Regions from separate parts of the Tachysurus vachellii genome. Here region 1 is linked to region 2. Evidence: chromatin contacts called from public Hi-C data. All regions are on one chromosome and are shown on one strand. The core of a region is the stretch at or near the end of the contact, and the rest is flanking DNA. Distances in the headings are between cores, read along the strand shown. Region 1 holds the start of irx3a (iroquois homeobox 3a). Region 2 holds the start of irx5a (iroquois homeobox 5a).

Region 1 (4,765 bases), core at 1,114-3,613, 270 kb before region 2:
ACGAGGAGTATTCAAATGTGGGCACAGGTTCAGTGAGGGGGATGTGATGTACCTGTGTGTGCAATCTCTGAGCTGACACTGCGCTCTTCCGTGTGCCTGTTGCCGGTGTAGAGCGCGAGGCCGTTGGCTGAAGCCTGATTGGCCAGTCCTAAATAGTGGTTTGAGTTGAGCAGCGCGAGCTGGTGCGCCGAGAACGCACGGCTCGTCCAGTTCTGCAGTTTGCCCACCGAGCATGAAACGAGTCTATGAGAAGGCATGACGGCCTGAGATGAGCTCCCGTTTACGAGTGGAGATTTCCGGGGATTGTCCGGGCTCGTGGCTGTCTCAGCCAAAGACCAGATCTTAGGTTTTTGCACCGGGGCCGCATTGTTTTCAGCCGGAGGAGAGTTGGACACCGGGTTAAGTTTGATCTGCTCGCTGCTGGGAGGCTGTGTTTTGAGGTCCAATGAATGAGGAAGGTGATGGTGATGATGGTGATGGAGGTGATGGTGGTGGAGGTTGAAGTGATCGGGCCTCTCAGCATCTGCAACCGCGTGCGCGTCTTTGCCGTCTTGGGCCACGGCTTTTAAAAGCTTCGGCTCGGGCCCGTGTATATCCTCATAGCCGTCCGAGATTTCCGAGTCGCAGCTGGCGTCCAGCTTGGAATCCGAGTGGAGCTCGTCCTGTTCGTCCAGCTCGTCCTTACTCTCGATGTGCTCCGTGTCGATGTTCTCCAAGTCGATCTCTTCCTCGTCGTCGCGCTTGTCGCCATCCTCGCCTTCGTGGTCGCTGCTGTACACGTTGCCTTCTTCATCCGTGCGGTTGCGTGGGGTCCAGGTCATCTTGTTCTCCTTCTTCAGTCTCCTCCGTGCGTTAGCGAACCAAGTGGACACCTGGGTGAGAGTCATCTTGGTTATGATGGCAAGCATGATCTTCTCGCCTTTGGTGGGATATGGGTTCTTGCGGTGCTCACTGAGCCAGGCCTTCAGCGTGCTTGTGCTCTCCCTGGTGGCATTTTTGGGTCTGGACGGGTCCCCAAACTGGTACTGGCCGTAGGGATAGAAAGCAGGGTGAGGATGAGCAAACGCTGGGTGCTGGACACCTGGACTGTCTTTTAGCTCATACTGAGCTCCCTGAAACATAAGCACAACAATTTTAGAATGCGAAACAAACACGAGGGAATATGCGCCCTAGAAAATACAACAACTAAAACTTTATTTTTACGGTCCTTTTTTAAAGTTGCATTAGAGTGAATTTATTAAGAGACAAAAATCAGAATATTTAATATATGAATACAGATATGTGCACAAAAATCCAGAATATTTAATATAGAAATTGTGTAGATATTTAAATAAAAGTATCTTCAAGGAAATTCTATAAACAGAATAATATTAATCAATATTATATATATATATATATATATATATATATATATATATATATATATATATATATATATATATATATATATATATATATAAATATGGAAAATTCCTCCTGATTAATATTGTTTGTATAAATAATAATTGTTAAATAATATTGATTATTTGCCTGTATTATTGCTTGGCGTCAACACAGAGGCCTGTTTCTGTGTAACAAAAAAAATGTTCTATTGGTTAATTTGTTACTTTTTTCTTCATTTCGTATTTGCCAAACGGAGTCAACAGCAAAGTTCACTCCTGTCTTGCAAAACCATGCTACCACAACCTGCAGAAATGTTTTTGGTGTCCAAACGCGCAACGCACAACAAGTAGCATTTAAAAGAACAGATTAAAGAGTAGGCAAAGAGGAGGAGGAAGAGTAAGAAGAAGACCAAGAGGAGCAGAGAAAAAAAAGGAAGATTTACGTAATCTTTGCATGAGAGGATAACTCACCAACTGACTGAAAATGGACAGGTCGTTTGAATAAGGAAGGAACGCTCCGTAGGTGTGTGCGGCGGTGAAAGGTGATCCGTACATGGTAGAGAGAACGTTGGAGAGCGTGCCGGACGGACTGAGCTCGCTCCCGTTGCGCGCGCTGCCGATCCCTTGCCGTTCTTGCGGGTATATCGGTCGGATGTACTGGTATCCCAGCTGTGGGAAAGACATTGTAGTTGGGGAACGAAGGGAAAAAACACCCAACAACAGTCTGCTGAAATCGCACACACGTACACGAACACACACGCGCACACACACACGCGTGCACACACAAAAAATCGCTTTCTCGATGCGCGCTGCGATATCCAGTGTACAATAAGTACAAAAGTGTAAGGGAAGTCTATATTTCCTCCGAAAACGGGCCGCGCGTAAACGATCCGCCGGCCGCTTCCCTCCCTCGCTTCCCTATTGATCTGAATGGACTAAGGTCAGGTCCTTACAGATTGCTTTAGATTATTGGGACGCCTTTTGCTCTGATTGACATTTCTAGTCGCCCAGAAGCTCCTCCTATTTCTCAAGTCTCTCCCCCACGTTCACTCCTCTCTCTCTCTCTCTCTCTCTCTCTCTCTCTCTCTCTCACACACACACAGACACACATACACACAAACACACACACACACACACACACACACACACACACACACACACACACACACACACACACACTTTTTTCCTCTCTTGCCGCTCTATTCCGTGTGGATAAGCGCTCTGACGTCGCGATCTCTTATTTGAAAGAGTTTCAAATCTCATTTTATGGCTCGCCAATCATTTCATTTGTCATTTGTTCGCCTTTTCATTCCTTCCCCTGTTTCTCGAGCTAATTCTCTTTTCTTTCTCTTTCTTTCTCTCTCTATCACACACACATACACTCTTCCTCTCCGTTACTCTTTAACACACAAACGGTACGTTTAATTCTTGCAGGTATTAAGTTTGACTTTTTTTTCTGTGTTTATCTTTTACTTTAATTTGTGAATTCTTCCGCCGAAGTCTGAAGGACTTAAGATTTGAAGAGCATTGTCGGAGTTTTGTACGCGCGAGCAAAAAAAAAAAAAAAGAGGGGGAAAAATATCTGCTTATATAGATTCAGATTTGTTTTAACTATAGTTTTAATCTCAGTAAACGTCGAACGAGCTGCTCGGTGTTGGCTTGCGCCTTTAATTACAACCATCCAGCCAGTTGACAAGTTGTCTTTGACTTCAAAGAGTAAGTTGACAAGAATGGAGAAGTCCGGCGATTAGCGCCTGCGCCGTGAGCGCGTCACCAATGGCAGCTTTAGTAATACACACTGGTGTGGACTGGAGGACATGTCCGTTCTACATTATCTGTATTATTATTATTATTATTATTATTATTATTATTATTATTATTATTATTATTATTATTATTATTATTATTGCAGTTGTTTTGCATGATCGGTATCATATGGATATATATGACGATAGATAGATAGATAGATAGATAGATAGATAGATAGATAGATAGATAGATGTGTGTGTGTTTGACCCTGAAGCTGCTTTGATTTTTTTTAAAAAGCATAATTAGAAACGCTCTCATTACGCATTATCATATTTGATCTTGATCATATAAGACCAAGGATTGCCCTACAAATGATGGCTTTGATAGCCTCCCAAGCCTCCTGTAAATAATGCGGATTAAAACTAAACAACACGACGTGAATTGAAATTCCTTGAATCCAAGAGATGAAAATATGTCAGGGACACATTCATGATTGTTTTACATCCGGACTTTGGATCATCATACCCTCGTGTTTCTCCTAATCCTCTGCAAAACAACGGCTCGTATGAGTGGTCGAGTCTTCAGCTTATTTAAAGAGTATAGAGGCTAAAACCCTCAGATATATTAAGATTTAAAAACATGAGTTAAGAACATATTGCGTTTAGATTTCCAAGAAAGCCTTGCACTTCAATAAACGCCCTCAATCTGCTTTTAAACTGATGATTATAATTGTATTTGTCATAGCAGCGTCTGCTGTGTAATTTGTAACTCTATAATACTCTCATTCACACCGCCTATTCAGCGCGTCCAGGTTTTTTTTTTTTATGTCTTCTTTAACCGTGTCCAGGCATGTTGACAAAAACGATTCAAGATTTGGAGGCTTAATAATTAAAACCAGTAATATCTAGTCATGTGCATGGAACAACAATAATTACAGACACAAACCAAACAGGGTTATTCTGAAACACCCTGCTGACCCCACAACACCACTGCGCCATCTGGGAAAAACATCCACAAATACTTTATTTTTAAAGCAGTCTAGCTTAATCTGTAGCAATGGATGTCCTTCTGAGCAAGTCCTGTTCTCAGTGACTCGATAGTCACCCGGGTCTCCGGGTAGTCAGCGGTGCGTCCTCGCTACTGTAGCGGCCCGACAGCGCCTCAAACCCCGCGAGCCACACGTCTCTCCTCCTCGGGACCCACCAAGGCCCCAAGCGCTGCCGCTGATTTATTGCTCCAATTCAAACACGTGCACATGAGCTAACTTCACACGTTTTTTTTCCCTTTCACACCAAGTCGGGAAACTGCCGAGGCCATAAAAGCATTAAGACGGCCTGCCTTCTCGGTGCCCTCCTACCGCTTAACACTGTGTGTTTATTATGGAGTCGATAAAAGATCAATTCTTTTAAATAACACGCGGTGACTTTTAAAATGTTGTAGCACGGAATACGGCATAATAATAATAATAATAATAATATTAATAATAATAATAATAATATTAATAATAATAATAATAAGAAGAAGAAGAAGAAGAAGAAGAAGAAGAAGAAGAAGAAGAATCATAATATATTTTTGAAGTGCTATTAATTTAAATTCACATATGAGCCTATTATAGCACCCAGGAACTAATTCAA
Region 2 (5,079 bases), core at 707-3,206:
TAAACATAATGTAGAACATTGCATATCTCGTAGCTATTATTTCTGTACTGAAAACAGTAGTGTAAGAGATCTTGAAAGGTCATTAAAATCTGGATAAGTGACTGAAATTAAAGCGTCTCCTGTTTGCTTGATGATCCAGAAAGAACATGGTTAAATTCAATATGAAAGTACTTTAATGAAATACACGACATGTTATTATTATTATTATTATTATTATTATTATTATTATTATTATTATTATTATTATTGTTATTATTATTATTATTATTATTATTATTAGTATTATTATTATTATTATTGTTATTATTGTTGTTGTTGTTATTAATGTAGCTATTCTGTATTTAAAAGCTCATTGCCACGTTGAAAGTGGGTGGGGATCAGTACAGAAATGGGGATGAAATAAATATGTTTTACAGTGTGACTGTAACTCGACTTCTGTTTGGCTCTTCAAGAGTTTCAGTCCTTTTCCTCTCCAGAGGCTTTTAAACAACGCCTACAGCGATCCCTTTCGGCACAACACGGACTTTAACTAACCCGAACAGTGCAGGAGAAAAAAGGGAGAAAAACACTTTCGACATAGAGTGCAAATGCTGAAATAATTTTGTCTACAAGATTTTTAACTTATGGTAGCCGAATATGAATGAAGAATTTCTTATTCCTATTATTATTATTATTATTATTATTATTATTATTATTATTATTATTATTATCATCATCACTGTTATTTTATATTTGTTTTTTTTTGGGGGGGTTTTTTGCCTGGCATTGTGCCTCATAGATACATTTCTATTACTTCAAAGCTGGACCTAATATTTTCTAGGAATAAAAAATAAATACACGATAACAAGCATAAGTATCGCCTACTATTATATTTATACAGTTGTTTAGGGCTGCTAGAACGGATCATGCACTATATGCACTAAACCTAAATAGCCTGTGTTCAGCTTGTTTTATTGCCATAATAGGCATGATACGGAGCACAAATGGTTTTCAAGCAAACAAAATGAAATAAATCGGTATAAATCGGGGATCTCCTACGGCGCAGAGACAGATATCAGTGTAAATCAAAGCGGCTTAGAGGCCATGGCCGTGGCCTCATATGGACTTTAATGTGTGTGTGTGTGTGTGTGTGTGTGTGTGTGTGTGTGTGTTCGTGAATTTGCGCTAAACAGGCGGAAGAGCTGCTTCATTCCTAAAAAGTGTCACTTAGTCTATCGCCTGTCAAAAGTTACTCTCTCGTACTGTGAAGAACCGATTCAGAGTCACACACTCACGCGCTCTGACAACACTGTCTCCAGTTAAACTGACTCATTTTACACCGTCGAGTTCAGTGAGCGCGCCGATATTTGCATATATAAATATGTATCTTATTAATCGAAAGCAATTGGGTTATTTCTTGTAGTTGTGTTTTTAAGGCGCCAACAAATTAGACTTTCCGTTATATGTAAAATGTTTTAAAAATATGGTATGTATTGTCATCAAGGCAAGACGAATGCGCGCAAAAAAATGCAAGAAAAGGAAAAAAACCTGGAAGACGAAAGGAAGAGCAGCAGAACATGTAGCGTTTCTCCTCTGGTGTTTGGCAAAGCGGTCTCTGGCAGCCAGCTTAGTCCATTTGCTATTAATCAAGTGTGAAAGTGACGGCTTCATGTGTTTAGAGAACGAGGGAAGTTGGAGCTGATGCGCACTCGGCTCGCATGAGATCGCCATCCAGGGGCTGAATCGGTTCGGTCTAAAGCAATGAGGATTGTTAGAGGCAAAAAAAAAAGGAGGGGGGGGTTGTTAGCGAATGTCTCTGTGCGAGTGTGTCAGAGAGAGAGAGAGAGAGAGAGAGAGAGAGAGAGAGAGCTGGAACCGAGCACCAGCTCTCCTGCTCGTTCTCTGACTACACCCGAGAGGAGGAGCGTGAGGAGGCGACGTAGTGGGCGTCAGAATCCTCAATTTCCAACTTAGCATCCTGGCAGGGCACTCCGCGGCGCAAAGCCCCGTCCGAGACGCGCAAAAAAGAAAACTTTCTCGCTCAAAACACGGAATGAGAGAACCGACAAGTCTAAGCGCCGAGGGTCAGACTCGAAAAGTCGATCACCACTGATCCACATCAACAACAATAACAACAGCAACAACAACAACAACAGTCCACTTCGAGTTAACGGAGAGAAGTCAGAAGTCTATGCATTCGTTGCTTCTTCTGATTTCCAGTGCGCGAAGGCGACGGACGCGCGCTCTGCTCATCAGGGACTCTATGCGCGAGCGCGGACGACTGTGCGTGTGAAAGTGAAAAAAAAAGCGGATTACAAAGTGCACCGAAAAAGCAGCTCGTTCTCCGGCGCTTGGCCATGGCGTACCCTCAGGGCTACTTGTATCAACCGTCCGCCTCTTTGGCGCTCTACTCGTGCCCAGCGTACAGCACGAGTGTAATCTCGGGCCCGCGCACCGAAGAGCTCGGTAGATCGTCTTCAGGCTCGGCATTTGCACCCTACGCCGGATCCACGGCGTTCAGCAGCGCCTCAGCTGCCTACAGCTCGCATCTGCCATACGGAGCGGACGCCGCAGCCGCCGCCGCCACTTTCACCTCTTACGTGGTGAGTAAGGTTTTATTTATTCATCTATTTATTTAATTAATTATCTTCTACCCTTTGTTATAGCTATAGTTTGTGCAAAGTTACAGGACCGAATGGTTGTGTCCCTAATTTGTTTGTTTACTTGTAATTGCGCGTGATGTACGAGATAGTTTTTTTTCTTCTTCTTTTTGACTATGCACGTTAATCAAATACAATTTCAGTCTTTAAATTGCCGGAATACTTAGATGATAAATGTCTGAATACAAAATAAGTAAATCAATAAATATTAGTTTGAGGAATAGTCTGTTTTTCACGAAGGAAAATAAAAGCCTTGCAAAACAAGTCGAGCAAAAGATTTTCAGCAGCAAACATTTGCTTCGTATTTGCATAAGTTTCATATGGCTCTCTATAGCAAAAGACTCTTAAAAGCCGTATTTAATTTAGGATGCCATGGTTTTTGTGGCGATCAAGCGTTTTGTTTGTGTGTGTGTGTGTTTTTATTTAACGGAACATTTTATATAAACAACATGTATAACAACATGATATCTGGCAGCATGGCCTAACAAACTGACAGCATATTAGTAATAATAATAATAATAATAATAATAATAATAATAATAATAATAATAATAATAAGTGCAGACATCATAAAATATATTATACACATAGTGATGTTTCTGAATAATATACACAGAATAGAGTATTAGTTGGAAGGTCTATTTTAAGCCCCGGGTTTGTTCAGAGGTTTTTATATATTCACTGGAAAAACTAGCAAAATGTGTTGAGTTTAGTGGGTCAATAATTTGATTAATTAGATTTAGTGTAGTGTAGTGTGTGTGTGTGTGTGTGTGTGTGTGTGTGTGTGTGTGTGTGTGTGTGTGTGTGTGTGTGTGTGTTCAGTAAGTTTTGGGAGCTGGTTAAACTTACATCACGTTAAAGTTTGCGTTTGAATGGATGGTATATGTGATACAGTGGGTTTAATTGTGTTTTAATGGGCTTCTTGCAGAGTTCCCCCTATGATCACACGTCAGGCATGGCTGGATCTATCGGTTATCACCCGTACGCAGCACCACTGGGTTCATACCCGTACGGTGACCCTGCGTACCGTAAGAACGCGACCCGGGACGCCACCGCGACTCTGAAGGCCTGGCTCAACGAGCACCGCAAGAACCCGTATCCCACCAAGGGCGAAAAGATCATGCTGGCCATCATTACCAAGATGACCCTTACCCAGGTGTCCACCTGGTTCGCCAACGCTCGGAGGAGACTGAAGAAGGAGAACAAGATGACCTGGACGCCGCGCAACAGGAGCGAGGACGAGGAGGAGGACGAGAACATCGACCTGGAGAAAAATGACGACGACGAGCCTAACAAGCCTATTGACAAGGGAGACTCGACAGACACGGAGACAGGTCTGTGGAAAAATCATCAATTTTTAATTCGTAGTCGTTTTTCCACTCCGGGCGCAAAATTGATTGCTGGTTAATGGCGGTGTATTATTTATAATAGGACAATTGCTTTAAATAATAATCACCTTGAGCTCTAATTTGACTCCTTATGGAGTGAGAATTGCTGGTGACGCGGGGTGTTTTGCAGTCCATTTATCTTGAGCTGCATAATAGGGGCACAGCTGGCGTACTGAATCTCATTTATTACAATCTGATTATTATTATTATTATTATTTTTATTATTACTATTAAAATCACCATAAATTATATATGTATAATATATATAATTTATGGTGATGATAATAAACATATTTCTTTTTTCCCATTTTTCAGATTCCAAAATCTTGCACGTGGGCGAGGCGCCGTGCGACAGATTTCAAGATGACCACCACGGCAAAGACTCGGACCCTTTGCTCAGCGACTCGGACTTGAAGGAGACTGACGAGCGCGCGGACGCACTCGTGAACCCTTCAAAAGCCACCACGTCGTCGCCGTCGCTTGTGCAGCGGGCCCACGAGCTTAACGTGCACGACAGGCCGCCGGAAGTTGCACACGGTGCCTCCGTAGTCAATCACAGCAACGCTACGTCCGTTATCCATTCTCCCCCGTCTGCGCCCAAACCTAAACTGTGGTCTCTGGCGGAAATAGCCACGTCCTCAGACAGGTGCAGAGGAGGAGGAGGCGGCGACGCAGGGGGCACAGCCCAGAGCGCTCTACCGGCAGCCAGCGCCGCGTCTCCGAGCCGGACCTCGACGCAGTGCGCGCTCCCGAGTGGCGCCGTGCTCTCCCGGCCTCTCTACTACACGTCGCCGTTTTACGCGGGCTACACGAACTACGGCTCTTTTGGCCACCTGCACGGCAGCCACGGCTCCGTCACGAGCTCGGCAGCGACGCACTTCAACGGAATAAGTCCGAGCGTTTTAAACCGAGCAGAAGCTCTTGCCCGAGAAAGCAAAGCAAGGAGCCAAGCGCAGGTAGACCTGTGTAAAGACTCCCCTTATGAACTCAAGAAAGGTATGTCCAACATTTAATACCGGAATTCGTCTCCGCGCTCATGGACTATTATTTAT

The links. A called contact is a pair of places that touch in the nucleus more often than the background predicts.
Region 1: a contact with region 2 is called in a Hi-C map of blood, with 4 times the contacts expected there. The contact joins the promoter of irx3a here to the promoter of irx5a in region 2. A contact is called at or near these places in 2 of 3 Hi-C or Micro-C datasets (blood and muscle).

What each region holds. Positions count from the first base shown.
Region 1 is chr23:13,412,746-13,417,510 of HZAU_Pvac_v1, reverse strand. irx3a (iroquois homeobox 3a) reads right to left here and starts at 2,363. Exons shown (of 3, transcript XM_060859598.1): 1 at 1,854-2,363; 2 at 53-1,112. The coding sequence starts at 2,066.
Region 2 is chr23:13,145,650-13,150,728 of HZAU_Pvac_v1, reverse strand. irx5a (iroquois homeobox 5a) reads left to right here and starts at 1,956. Exons shown (of 4, transcript XM_060859364.1): 1 at 1,956-2,582; 2 at 3,568-3,973; 3 at 4,343-5,023. The coding sequence starts at 2,337.